3 separate regions of the Mus musculus genome follow, and all the other regions are linked to region 2. A link is a contact called in public promoter capture Hi-C data. All regions are on one chromosome and are shown on one strand. Each heading gives the region's core, a stretch centred on a gene start, on an enhancer-like site or on the middle of the called end of the contact. The rest is flanking DNA. Distances are from core to core; before and after follow the strand shown. Region 1 holds the start of Prkcb (protein kinase C, beta). Region 2 holds the start of Lcmt1 (leucine carboxyl methyltransferase 1). Region 3 has its middle 12 kb from the start of Ern2.

Region 1 (4,154 bases), core at 175-2,674, 1.1 Mb before region 2:
GCTCTGCCACTACAGAGGCCCAACCCTTTGTCACCAGTGCACTTTGTAGTCTGGACAGCCTCCATTGTACAACCCCGAGACTGTGTACCCCTTACTCACTTCCATCTAATTTTGCTTATTCACAGAACTTACCTGGTCTATACAGGTTATGGTTGTGACCGAATGAGACAGTGCACAAGCCTCCCTGACACCCTGTATGTTTAGTTTTAATTTTTGCACATTTACAGGTCATGCATGGTACAGGTAACCTTCTTCCATTCTGTTACTTACTCAAGCAGTGCTCACTGGGCTTGTAGGAGCTGTCAGATGCTAAACTCAACACCAGGAGACATGAAGGTGTCATTAACAATGCCGGGGACGTGTGGAAGAGTTCGGTCAGATGCCATTTTTCATCCCCAGGCTGTAGAGCATCACACCAGAGGGAGATTTAGATGCAGTGCCTTATATAACATGCAATGTCGTATCATTGGTTATCTTCCCATCCTTCAAGTGGCATCAAGGGGAGTATGGCGTTGGATATTAATGTTCCCTGAACATTTGAAATCTCTCCTAACAAATACAAGAAGGCCCCAGGTGTGAGGACAGCACCTGGGGAGATCTTAACCCACACAAACCTAGGTATTTCCAATCACATAGACTTTTGTTTTAACAGACTGCACAAGTATGACCAGAAGGGACAAAAGTGAATGAAATGTAGGGAAACGCTCATTTATTAAATTTGTCTCCTGTCATCATTAGCCCAGCCATTTTGGGGTTGGGGAAACTGTCTTTTTGTGGAGAGAGTTCTAAGTGTTCGAGCAAGTGGAGACAAGTCTTTGTGGTGGATATATACATATATACATATGCATATATGTATAGTCCTCCCCTACCTCTGCAGACCTTGGTGTGTGTGTGTGTGTGTGTGTGTGGCCACAGGCCTTTCCGGATGAGTGACAATGAAAGCCCATCCCTCCAGGAGACGCATGCCGAATGACCAATGGGATGATGGATGGAGGGTGCTGGGTACCAGTCTCTGCAGAGGCCAAGGTGAAACTGGCTGCTTCCAGCCTGTTCAACCCTCATCTCCTTGAGCCCCTTGGGTCCTTAGGCGTTTGGTCATTGCTGGATCAACCGAGGTGCTCATCTTAACGCACCCCAGGGCCTAGGACAGGGTGCCAGGGGCGCGGCTCAGATCTGTCCAGCGCAGACTGCGGTCCTCGCGCCGCAGCGCTGCGGCTAAGAACACTTGGCTGGGAGGCCTGCGGGTTGCGGTGTACGTGTATGTGTGTGTGTGTGTCTGTGTGTGTCTCTGCTGGTGGTACTGGTGGTGCCGATATGTAAAGCAGCTGGCGGCTCTGGGCGGGGCCTGGGTTTCATGCAAATGAGGGAGGCGGGGTTACACTGGGGCTCCGCCTCCCTCCCCCGCAGCTGGGGCCAGCGGTGCCAAGCACAGCTGGACCAGCGGCAGCAGCTGGGCGAGTGACAGCCCAGCTACGCGCGCGCGGCCGCCGCCAGAGCCGGCGCGAAGGGGCAGCGCGGCCCTGCGGTCCCCGGGCGGCAGCAGCGGCCGCCTAGTCCCGCGCCTTTCCGGGCTTGCAGCCCCGCGGTCCCGCCGCCCCGGGGCCGCCACCTCTCGGGGCTCCCCCCAGTCCCCGCGCGCGCAAGATGGCTGACCCGGCTGCGGGGCCGCCGCCGAGCGAGGGCGAGGAGAGCACAGTGCGCTTCGCCCGCAAAGGCGCCCTCCGGCAGAAGAACGTGCACGAGGTGAAGAACCACAAATTCACCGCCCGCTTCTTCAAGCAGCCCACCTTCTGCAGCCACTGCACCGACTTCATCTGGTGAGAGTGCGCCGCGCGGGCCACCTGCCTGGGGCCCTAGAGGGCAGCGACACGCATGGGGACCCCTGTTGTTGCCCCCGGGGGGAGGAGCCGTGTGATCACCCCCATCCCGCTGGACCCTTATGCCCTGCGCTCCCGGATGGCCAGTCCCTCAGGTGCTGGGTTCTCTGCTCCCAGACGGCTGGCCGCCAGGCGCCTTCTGCCCTCTTGCACTCTGTCGCCCGAGCGCCTAGGGACAGCGCTGCAGGCGCCTTTTCGACACCTGGCTCAGGGCTCAGTGTGGCTGTCCCTCCTCGGCAGGGCAGCTCCGCGGGTGTCTTTCTCGCCTGAGGTTCCCGATCTTTCTGCCTCCTTCCGGGCTCGAGGAGCTCTCACCCTCACCCCTCCTTTCCGGGGCAGCTCTCTGGGGTGTCCTCTACTTCCCCGGGGCGTGGAGCATCCTTCCCTCTGCGTCCCTAGAGCAGTGCCCTGGGTTATCTCTTACTTCGCCTCCAGAGTCTTGAGCACCCCTTTCATTCCTTGGTTCTCACCCTCAAGTCGCTGCAGGGCCCCTTTCTTCCCTCTGCCCCTCCAAGCATGGGGGGACCTTCCCCCCGCCCCCTAGCCCCTCAGGTGTTACCACCGTGGTGAAGTCCCTATCATCCTCCCCCTAGACAGGTCCTTTTCTCTTTCCTTGAGGGTACTCCCGGCATCTCCTTGGGCAAATATCCAGCCCGCCTTCCGCCCCCACCCGGGCGGAAATGCACCCTCGCATCCTGCCACCTGGTGGTCGTGGTCGCCTCTGTACTGCAGGGGAGATGTGAGGTGGGGGTTACTGCCAAGCTCCGGTAGTGTACCTCCCAATCCCATCCAAGGTGGAAGACACCTTGGAGACCAGGCTGTAGCTAGGAGGTTGCCCCTGGGGTAGAGGGACAGTGGGAAGGGAGAGGGCGACTGTGTGAAACTAGCTGGTAACTGGACCCCTCAGACTGATACTCCCTCTTGTGCTTTTACAGGGGCTTCGGGAAGCAGGGATTCCAGTGTCAAGGTAGGCTTTGTGGCGCTGTGGATGCCGATGGTGGGAAGAGAGAGTAATACAGACTTCAAAGACGTGGCCGAGTTAGGCAGAGTGAAGTAATCCTGCCTGTCAGAGTGACCTCCCAGGCTAGGAATCCTTCACCACCAAAGGGTCCTTTTAAGGGGTGTGTATTTGGGCCAGAGATGCACCATCCAGGAAAGGCCAGTGGAGCTCCTGGAAGGCCCTAAAAGTCAAAAAGTGCATCCATCCCGCTGCTATCTGAGCATTCTCTCAGGACTGCCAGCCCTGCTTAAGAAATGAAATGTCTTCAAGGACTCTTGTGTGTGGAGGGAACCTCTTTCTTCCTAATTCCAGCCCTTTCTTGCTCATTGCTCTCCCTTACCTCCCAGTAGGAGGGTCTGCCTCTTTCCCCTGCTTTGCAGGTGGCTGCCATCTGCAGATGGCGCATCCCCCTAGAAAAGCAACTGTGGTTTCCCCTGGGCCTCCTCTCTCTTTGAAAGCGGTGGTTCCAGATGGGGTGCCTCTGGGATCCTGCCTGAGGTTGCCCTTTTTAACATCTGAGGAGGCACAAGAAGGACTCCAAGAGACTCCTTACCTGGGTTCTTGATTCTAGCTCAAGAGCCATGATTTTAACCAGGGGTACCTAATCAAATATCAGAGACTTGGTGGCCTCTCTTATCTCTAGGGTTTGTGCCTACAAGATGGACTGTGGACTGAGGAATGTAGCTCAGGAGAGTGCCTGCTTTGTTCCAGAGAGGCTCTGATGCAAAATGGGAGAGGGGGAAAGATAGGTTTTAAATTGAATCTCTAAAGATGTGGCCTTGTTTAACCCTTAGAATGCCATAAATAGTTTGTGAATTTCTCTCTCCCCTCTGTCTCTGTCTCTGTCTCTGTCTCTGTCTCTGTCTGTCTGTCTGTCTGTCTGTCTGTCTGTCTGTCTGTCTGTCTCTGTCTGTCTGTCTCTCTGTCTTTCTCTCTCTGTCTCTCTCTCTGTCTCTCTCTCTGTCTCTCTCTCTCTCTCTCTCTCTCTCTCTCTCTCTCTCACACACACACACACACACACACAGCATTCAACTTGTTGAATACTGACTCTACTTTCATGCTGAATCGATCATTTGGAACTGAGGTCATCCCTTTACCAATGAGCAGACATTCGAGGCTATGTCTCTGTTCAACACTGGCCTTCTACAATTCTGACCCCCTTTGCCTCTTGAATTTACAGGGTTGTTTTGCCCCTCTCTCTCCCTTTAAGCCAGGTGTGGTTGGGTTTGGTCAGAAGTGGTTCTGCATCTTCTCCTCCCAACACCTCCTCCCCCTCC
Region 2 (4,719 bases), core at 1,281-3,780:
CAAGGCAGTCCGAGTTGTTCAGGTACCCTGAGTAGCCTGACCCTTCCAAGATAAAGCTAATTGTGACTGAAGGGTCATTCAGAGAGGCAGATCATTATGGGATGACATCCCATACAACCTGTTGTTGACATATTTGTTACCTATGGACACCCGCAGGGGGTGTAGAATGAGTGCCACATGAAGATGCTAAGCCTGTGAGTTGCTTTGCAGAGGACTACTTCAGGGAAAGATGTGTTATTTCCCTGTGATGGTTAGCGTTAAATGCCAGCTTGGCAGAATCTAGAGTTTCTTGGGAGATGGGCTCCTGAGGATGCCTATAGATCATTCTCCTGATAATATTATTTGAAGGAGGAATACCCATGCACTATGGGTGGCACTATTCTCTGGCTAGGATCCTGGGGTGTATAAGTGGAAAAAAGGAGCTGAGGCACTGCATGCACCCACTGCTCCCTGCTTACTAATCATGGATTCAGTGTGACCAGTAAGTCTCCTGGTCCTACCAACATGTCTTCCTTACCTACTTTCATGTCTTCCCTGACATTTATCCCCCTGGAACTATGTGGTGGTTTTAACAAAAGAAACCCCATAGGCTCATGTATTTGAATGCTCGGCCTATAATTGATAGAACAGTTCTGGGAAGGATTAAGAGGTGTGGCCTTGTTGAAGACACTGTGTCACTGGGGGTGGGCTTTGGGTTTTAAACCCCCCCCCCTCTCTCTATCACTTCCTCTCCCTCCTCTTCCTCTTCCTCTTCCCTCCCTCTCTCCCTCCCCCTTCTCTGTCATTCACTCTCTTTCCCTCCATCCCTTCTCCTCCATCCACCCCCAACTCTCAGGCTATATTATCCAAGCCTGCTTACATGCTGCCCTGTTCACCATTATGATAGTCATGAAGTGGCCCTCTGAAAATGTAAGCAAGCCCCTGATTAAATGATTTCTTATATAAGCTGCCTTGGTTATGGTATCTTTTCACAACAATAGAAAAATAACTAAAATAAACTGCAAGCCAAAATAAAGTATATTGCCCTTTAAGTTGCTTTTGTCAGGGTAATTTATCATAACCCCTCAAGATTAGCTTCAACGACACTTCAGAACTCCAGTTATTCCTTTCGCCATCTCTCCCTGAAGTATCAGTGGTTACTTGTGTCTCCAGTGAATAATAAATAAAACAAAATATATGAACATATATAGGTTGATTTGCTGTTTTCTTTTTTAAGGAATTGAGTCAGTATGTAGCTCAGTTGGTAGAATATTTTCTAGATTGCACTAAACTCAGGGTTTGAGCCTCAATAGTGTACAAATTACATGTGGTTACACATACCTACAATCCCAGCACTGGAGACGTGTAGGCACCAGAAGTTCAAGGTCATTGAATTAGAAGTTCAAGGTCATTTTTGGCTACACAGTGAGTTAAAGGCCAGGCTTCATTATAGGAGAACTCATCTAGTTTTTCTTTTTTTAATTTGAAATATAGTCTTGCTATATTATCCAGGCTGACCTCCAACACTAGGCTCAAAGGATCCTATTGCTCTCGCTTCCCAAACATTCTCTCTCTCTCTTCCTCTCTCTCTCTCTCTCTCTCTCTCTCTCTCTCTCTCTCTGTGTGTGTGTGTGTGTGTGTGTGTGTGTGTTTCTGAGCTCAGATCCAAAAACCCTGGAAAGGGTGGGCAAGTGTTTATCACTGCCCTATCGCCACAGAATTTTTATGGGTATGATTTAGACTTCTTAAAGCTAGAGCTTATCCCTTCCTCTCTCCCAAACAACAAACAAAATAGAAAATAACCCTTCAATTTTATTTAGAGTTTTATAGTGATCCATTATGGAATACCTGTAAAGTACACTGCACACGCACAATTATGAAACATATTTACTCATTTGAGAAACTGTCCTCCCTCTGTCCTTTCACTGGTTTCTCTTCCCCCACCTTCCCCATTCATGTCACCTAAACCTTGATTTCTATTCACTTGTTCCTCAGTCCCGCAGACTATTTTGATTACATCTGTTGATTCTGAAACAGAGTTCAAGAAATTTTGTAGCCCCATCCCCAATTTACTCTCATGGTTACAAAGTTTTCCATTTTGTTCTTCACAACTCTCTCTTTCACAACTTTTTCCCCCTTTTCTTTCTGAGAACCCTACTCCCAGGCGAGCGCTCTGAGCTATGTTCCTAGTCACTTCCTAACATCTCAAAGGCATTGATTAGCACAGGACCTGACACAGTGTTGACTCCCCGACTAGAAGTTTGTTACAGTGTTGAATGATCTAAATGGAGACAGAAAGTTAATACATTAAACTTGCTTCTTTTGGGTGGACTCTCTGCCCTTCAGCCCTGAATTGACTGTGTTTGTAAGTTACTGAGCGACAAGAAGCCACTAAGACTACATTTCCCAAAAAGGATTGCGGCGCCACCAGCATGTCCGGGCTCTCTAGAAACTTCCGGGTTGTGCGGGCGGAGCCTAAAGAATCCTCCAATGGTCTGACTGGACGAGGAACTTGGTCCGACAAACGTCATGTCCCGGGAGCCAGTCAGCTGAAAGGTGGGTGGGCGGTGCGGGGGCGGCGTCACTGAGCAGCGCCCGCCTATCGCGCCTTATCTTTGCAGCTTTAGTCGGTGCCTGTTTCTTGCCTCTTTCCCCCACTGCTCGTTTCCCCGTTTCCATGTCCCTGGTGGGTGCCGCACCCCAGAACATCCCACGCACATGGCCTCCAGCTCGAGGGAGTCCTCGTTCTCTTCCTGCTCGTCGAGCTGTGACTTGGACGACGAGGGAGTGCGCGGCACCTGCGAAGATGCTTCTCTCTGCAAGAGGTGCCTGGGGGCGCTGGGTTTGGGATGGGAGCTGGTGTCCCGAGCCTAGGTGGCTAGAGGGCCACTGACCAAGGCATACGCTAGGACACTGGGAAGGGGCTGTCGCACTCATCTGGAGCGGCCCTGGCTTCACACCTGGGAAGTGCACGGAGCAGGGAGAGGTTCATTTAAGTCACAATTAACGAGTGTGTGTGAACCCGGGGTACCACGACTGGGAGTAAGGCTCTGAACAAAGCTTGCAAGATCTTAGCCTTCAGGAAAGACAGGGTGTGTTGCAAGTAATAACTACAGCTTTGCTGGGTTAGAAAAGGAACTTTGCTTGGTAGGTTACAATCCTGTTGAAATTGGTCATTATTCCCCATTGTGCAGCTGAAGCTCAAGTCTATGAGGGAGGGGTAGATTGCAGGTCCCAGCACCCGCAGTGTTTGTAGAATCAGCACTATACATAGGTCACAGTATTTATGGAGTTGTAGTAGGTGGTGGTGGTGGGTCTTGTCAGTGCACAAGAAAACATAAAGCTTGCATGTCCTTCATTCCTGCAACAAAGCTATTGAGACAGTACACTGTGCCTTACTTTGAGCTAATTGGTAGGGTTTGCTTTCAGTGATTGCAAATACTTAAAGGAGCAAAACAGACATGGTGTTGACATACTAGACTCACAGCCTCGTTGGGAGGAGCAGTAAACTCATACTTTAGTGTTGGGCTCTTGGAGATGTCTTTAGAGTTTGAAATTTATCCAGGGATGTTTAAACTGGCAAGAAAAAGCCTGAGACAGGGAAGTAGGACAATGTTCAGAACTAGGGACGAGTGTGGGCTTTGGAACAATTAGGACAATGCCCTGGAGAGAGGCGTGGGCTGGGGGCCAGAGAGGTGTTATAGTGTGGGGAATACAAGTTTTGGAATGAAGTGTTGCACTCTTTGTAGGGTCTTAGAAACTAAGCAATGGGATTTAAAGCATCAGTCCTGGAGCCAGACTGCCTAAGCTATATAAACTTGGGCAAGTTCCTAATGTGTATGTGTGTGTGTGTTGGGGGCATGCATGTGTGGGTGACTACCTGTGCATCCTAGAGGAGGATGTTGGGTATCCTGCTCTATCGTTCTGCCTTGTTCCCTTGAGATAAGATCTCTCACCTTTTCAGCCAGACTGGTTAGGTAAGGAGCAAACCTTAGAGACCTCAGCAGTCTTCCTGCCCCCAGCCCCCATCACGGGTTGCAGGTGCGTGAAAAGCCATGCCCTTCTTTTTTATTGTGCTGGGGATCCAACTCAGTCCTCAGGCTTGTACAAAAAGTGTTCTTACCCACTGAGCCATCTCCCCAGCCCCCTAACTTTTTTTTTTTTTTTTTTGCCTTAGATTTCTTGTCTCTGAAGTAGGGGCTGGGGAGAGAGCTTAGTTGGGAAAGTGCTTGCTGTGCAACCATTGTGACCTGAGCTCATATGCCTGTAACCCCCATCCTGGGGATTGGGAACAAGGGGTTCCCTGGAGCTCCCTGACCAACTTGGTCTAGCTAAATTGGCAAGTTCCAGGTTCAATGAGAAACCCTGTCTCAAAAAATAAGGTGGAAAGTGATAGAGGAAGACACCCGCTATCAATCTCAGGACCGAGCATGTGCATGCATAGCTGTATACATCTGCACATGCAGGTACGCCCGCGTACATCACACAGTAAAAGCGTGTGTGTGTGAGAAAGAGACAGAGACAGACAGAAGCAGATGTGGCGTGGCGGGTGGCAGCGATCTGGTCTCTTAAGTGGCTTTGAAGATTCAGTGATACTCTCTGCTATCCACTATCAGTAGATCCTTTCGAGTAGTGGAGGCTGTGGTTTGCATTCAGAGCTTTTTGCACTGGATCCTTGTCTCTGAGAATCTGGTTTGGATTTTGTTGTTGTTGTTGTTTCTGTTTTTTGTTTTGTTGTTG
Region 3 (4,796 bases), core at 568-3,067, 1.2 Mb before region 2:
TGTTCTCTCTTAAACCTGTCTCTGTAAAACTCTCCTGGTAAAACTGTCTCCTTTTCTCTCATTTCTCTTTTCTCTGCCTGCACTGCTCTCTTAAGTAGCTTCCCTTTCACCTCCTCAAGAGAGTTGTGCATATCCTATTCTGTCAAATCTTTCTCTGACTCGACACTTTGTCTGTCACTCAATTAGATGTCATTTTCAAACATGGCTGCTTTCTTCTACAAACTAACTTTACCTTTATTGTTTGGGATTAACAGTGTGTACTAAGGGCATGTCTGTATTCCAGCCAGAGGAATTAAAGGTGTGTGATAAGGGATGAGCCACACCAGAATACCATCCTGGGGTTTACGGTATGATCAAATGTCTTGCAACACTGTCTCAAAAAACAACCCAACCAATCAAGTTAGCAATCAACAATAGAAGATCCTTTCCTTATGCATCTTTCCAATCTACATAAAAGTAAGCATTTACGTGGCATTGATGTGCGTCTTGCTCCTGACAAATGAAGGAGCTGTTTGCTGACACTGTTAATGTCCAGTATTATGGTCTGGAGGTCTGTTAACCCAGAGTTCATGTTTTAAAGACTTAGTGGCCAGGATGATGATGTTAGGAGTAATGGACCTTTAAGAGGTGGGGCCAAGTGGAAAGTCTTTAGGTCATTAGGAAGAGAGGACCAGGAAGGGGTTGTGGGACTCCAGCATCTGGCTTTGTGTTTTGAGATGTGATCTTTTCTCTTGGCTACACCCTACCATTTATTGTAGATTCCTGATAGAGCCTCATATTGTGTGGCCTCCAATACTGTGAGTTAAATAAACACCCCCTTTAAAAAAAGTTTATAATCACATTTACTTGTTTACTTGTATGTGTGTGGTCCTATGTGCCATGGCACACCTATGTGCACACGTGTGGAGGTCAGAGGACAATTTGTAAGAGTCGCTTTTCTCGTTTCACCAGGTAGGTCCTGAATATTGAACTTAGGTCATCAGGTCTTCTGCTGTGTTACTGGTCCTATACCTGTTTTTCTTTTTTGTTTTTGTTTTGTCCAGCCAGCCTTAGGTGTTTTAGTAACAACAGCAACAAAATAGAGAAATATAGTGTCCTAGTTTGGTTTCTGTTGCTGTGGTAAGCGGCAAGGCCAAAAGCAACTTGGGGAAGAAAGGGCTTATTTGGCCTTACAGGCTATAGGTCATCAAGGGAGGCTTGGGCAGGAAGCTGGAGGCAGGACCGGAAGCAGAAGCCAGGACCGGAAGCAGAAGCCAGGACCGGAAGCAGAAGCCAGGAAGAGATGCTGCTCACCGATTTGCTTTCTTACACAATCCAGAACCATCAACCCAGAGGTGGTGCCACCCACAGTGTACTGGGCCCTCTCATATTAATCATTAATCAAGAAAAACAGCACCCACAGGCTTGCCTCCAGGCCAACCGGATGGAGGCAATTCCTCAGGTGAAGCTCCTGCTTCCCAGGCCGTTCTAGTTTGTGTCACGTTAATAAACGAACCAGCACATTCTCTTAGGCTTCAACACCCGCCAGTCCTGCACTAACACCCTCCAGAGCGCCATTGGTCACAGACTATGAGTCTTTTTTTTTTTTTAACCTTCTGCATATAAAAACAGTCATTGTTGAAAAAGTATTCTGCATCTTCTTCACAGACTTATGTTCTTAATAAGTTAACTAACTTACAGGAGAAGTTCTATCGTCCTCAATCTACAGACGAACAAACCATGTTTCAGAGACATTAAGTAATTTACTCACCTAATCAAAGCTAGTCGTTTGTTGGGTGGGTGACTAGTACTCCAACCTAGCTTAGTGATCTTGCCTCAAGGGAGGCCTCTAGTGGTAACATGCCAAACTGCAGGCTTATCATTCCTTTTGAAGGAAAGACTTAAGGACTCTCTGCTGCTGATGATTAAGAAAGATTGGTTATCCTGGACATGGAGTGAGAAGGAAGGGAGGGACAGGACTTGGAGGTAGTGATCCCAAGGCACGTGGGAGGCTGTGGGATCATGTTGTATTTTTTTGTGGGGATGCCTGGGAACTTTTTCTGTTTATATTTCAGTGGTGCAGTAGATCCTGTGCCTAGAGCCAACTGCCACATTTTCATACATTTTTTATGAGTGACTGGTAATTGTGACTATCAGGGCATGGTGGCACTTTCCAACAGCCCCAGCCTTCTGGCTCAGGTTCAGGTATCAGAGTTGGAGACCAGGCTGGGTTCCTTAACAAGACCTTGCCTCAGAGGGGGAAAAAAAATAAAACAAACAGACAAAATAAAAAATATTGACAACTGGCAGAATGTAGTGGCACACGCCTTTAATCCCAGCACTTAGGAGGTCAGCTTGGTCTACAGAGCAAGTTCCAGGACAGCCAGGTCTACACAGAGAAACTCTGTCTAATAACACAACAATAACAATGCTGGTGACAATAAATAATAATAATAATTAATAATAATAATACCAAGTACCAGGCCTGTGCCAAAACTGAGTACTAGAGATAAGAGTCCACACATTAATTGGAAGCAAAACTATAGAGCCAAGACTGGAAACTTAGTGTACCCCATTCCCCCATACTTTTTTGAAACAAGGTCTCACTATGTAACTCAAGCTGCCTCATCCTCTTAAAGTACTGGGGTTAACTGTGAGCTATCACACTCTTAAGTTCTTCTCAACGAGAAGACCCCCGGATATGTCTTATTCCCCCCACCACCTCTTTTCAGTCTCTCTGTAGGACTAAGTAGCATGATGCTCTGGGGTTGTCCTGGGCTCGTTGTTGGATGGGTTCCTGTTTTTGACAGGCATCATCATAAGCAGTATTTGACACAGGTGAACTCTTAGCCATGTGTTACAGTGTATCCTAAACAGAACAAATGAGCTGACCCCTTAGTGTGTGGACACAGCAGGCAACAGTCAAGGTCTGAAAGGCCTGTAGGTGTCGTAGATCCGGTGATCCAGGACTCTTTGGAGTTGAGCAAGAACACTTCTTTTTTGTTTTGTTTTTCGAGACAGGGTTTCTCTGGGTAGCCCTGGCTGTCCTGGAACTCACTTTGTAAACCAGGCTGACCTCAGAAATCTGCCAGCCTCTGCCTCCCGAGTGCTGGGATTAAAGGCTCGCGCCACCACGCCCAGCTGCAAGAGCACTTCTGACAGCAAGCTTTCCTTGCTAAAATGCCTGACAAGAGGCTGCACTTCAAGTTCTGGGTTACTAGGAAGAAGGGTGGCGGCCTGTTGTGTTCCAGGAAACCACTTTCTCTCAGTACACTCCTGGGAGAGGCCTATGGCATGCCCAGGACTCAAGTTCACAGTTTGGCCTACAGGCTAACTATTTTTATGTGTATGAAAATTTTGCCTGTACGTACAGAGGGCACCAGATACCTTGGAAGTTATAGATGGTTGTGAGCCAACAAGTGACCTTAACAGCTGAGGCCCCTCTCATTTTTTTTTGTTTTTGTTTTTGTTTTGCTTTTGTTTTGTTTTGTGAGGCAGGGTTTCTTTGTGTAATAGCCCTGGGTGTCCTTGACTTGCTTTGTAGACCAGGCTGGCCTCGAGCTCACAGAGATCCACCTGCCTCTGCCTCCCAAGAGCTGGGATTAAAAGCACCTGCCACCACAGCACCTTACAGCTAGCTCTGAATGGTTCCTGTTTTGTTTTTGTTTTTCCTTGAATCTGATATGCTAGAAATATGTAGCGTTACCCTTGACTCATGTGTTCTCTCCTTTTTTTCTTTCACCCGCCAACCCCTCTGCAGAGAGGTTCTAAGTAGTTCCTTAGGAAAAAAACCCTTTGCCCTGGAATTTATCTTATCTGACCTTTACAACTGCGTGTGTGTACTCTGTAGGTCAAGGATGTAACATCATTTACTTACAGCAGGGGGCAGTAGAGTGTAGCAGATAAATGTCTGTGGCTGTAACTGGGTTTGAAATTTGATTTCAGTCGTGCCCTACGTGAACATAGAGCTTTTTCAGAGAGAAAATCTTAAACTATGTATCCTCCAATGGATATATAATTATTTTAAAATTTATACATGATTCCTGCCCTAATATTTTATGTGTATATAGTATAGAATGTAATGGAATGAAATTCAAGTGAAAAAAAAAAAGATGAAATTCTCCTTAACATATTTTATTGACAATCAATTGCACATGTCATAAATTCACAACCTAGCCTGGAGATATAGCTCAGTGGTTAAGAGCCCTTACCTAGGTTTGATTCCTAACCCCTGCACAGTGGCTCGCAACCTCTTGTAATCTCAGTGACTGGGGATCCAACATCCTTTTCTGGTCTCTGAGAAGGGCTCCTGCACACAGGTGATATATCTTCACGCAGGCTCACAGATATACACACCAAAACTTTAATCTTAAGAAAAGACTTACTTATTTTAGTTTTAATTATTGTCTTAGTTATTTTTCTATTGCTGTGACCAAACTCCATGACCAAGGCATGAAGGAAAGCATTTGACTGGGCTTATGGTTTCAGAGGGTTAGAGTCCACACTGGCAGAGGGAAAACATGGTGGCTGGAACAGGTAAAAGCTCTCATCTTGATCAGTGAGTGGGGAGAGAGAGCACACAGGGAATGGCTGGAGACCTTCGAAACCTCAACGCTCTCCCCTCAGTGAGGCATGTCCTCCGTCAAGGCCATACTTCGAAATCTTTCTCAAACAGTTCCACCAACTGAGGACCAGGTATTCAAACATAGGAGTCTATGGGCGAGCCACTCTCGTTCAAACCACCCCATTTACGAATGTATGCCTAAATAAGTTTTATATATTTGCAGGTACTCACAGAGGCCAGAGTGCATCAGATT

Evidence for each region. Promoter capture Hi-C pulls out the DNA fragments that hold promoters and counts their contacts. Capture Hi-C pulls out chosen DNA fragments and counts their contacts.
Region 1: a contact with region 2 is called in a promoter capture Hi-C map of liver, with 2.5 times the contacts expected there. The contact joins the promoter of Prkcb here to the promoter of Lcmt1 in region 2. A contact is called at or near these places in 1 of 39 promoter capture datasets (pre-B cells), 1 of 115 datasets of contacts at active chromatin or transcription factors (embryonic forebrain) and 1 of 9 other capture datasets (liver).
Region 3: a promoter capture Hi-C map of liver shows a contact between it and region 2, with 2.7 times the contacts expected there. The contact joins the enhancer-like site here to the promoter of Lcmt1 in region 2. A contact is called at or near these places in 6 of 39 promoter capture datasets (3T3-L1-derived adipocytes, the C10 cell line, cranial neural crest and 3 more), 1 of 115 datasets of contacts at active chromatin or transcription factors (astrocytes) and 2 of 9 other capture datasets (adipose tissue and liver).

What each region holds. Positions count from the first base shown.
Region 1 is chr7:122,287,701-122,291,854 of GRCm38.p6, forward strand. Prkcb (protein kinase C, beta) reads left to right here and starts at 1,425. Exons shown (of 17, transcript NM_008855.2): 1 at 1,425-1,817; 2 at 2,813-2,844. The coding sequence starts at 1,645. It overlaps Gm51497 (a long non-coding RNA gene), which reads right to left. Exons shown (of 3, transcript XR_003946872.1): 3 at 2,936-4,154.
Region 2 is chr7:123,375,452-123,380,170 of GRCm38.p6, forward strand. Lcmt1 (leucine carboxyl methyltransferase 1) reads left to right here and starts at 2,531. Exons shown (of 11, transcript NM_025304.3): 1 at 2,531-2,804. The coding sequence starts at 2,698.
Region 3 is chr7:122,195,669-122,200,464 of GRCm38.p6, forward strand. No RefSeq gene overlaps it. Among named protein-coding and RNA genes, the nearest start is that of Ern2, 12 kb to the left of the region's middle. Within about 2 kb of position 1,818, at least 11 of the 459 cell types and tissues checked have an H3K27ac peak or open chromatin away from gene starts, as enhancers often do. A contact at or near this core is called in liver, where this site is marked.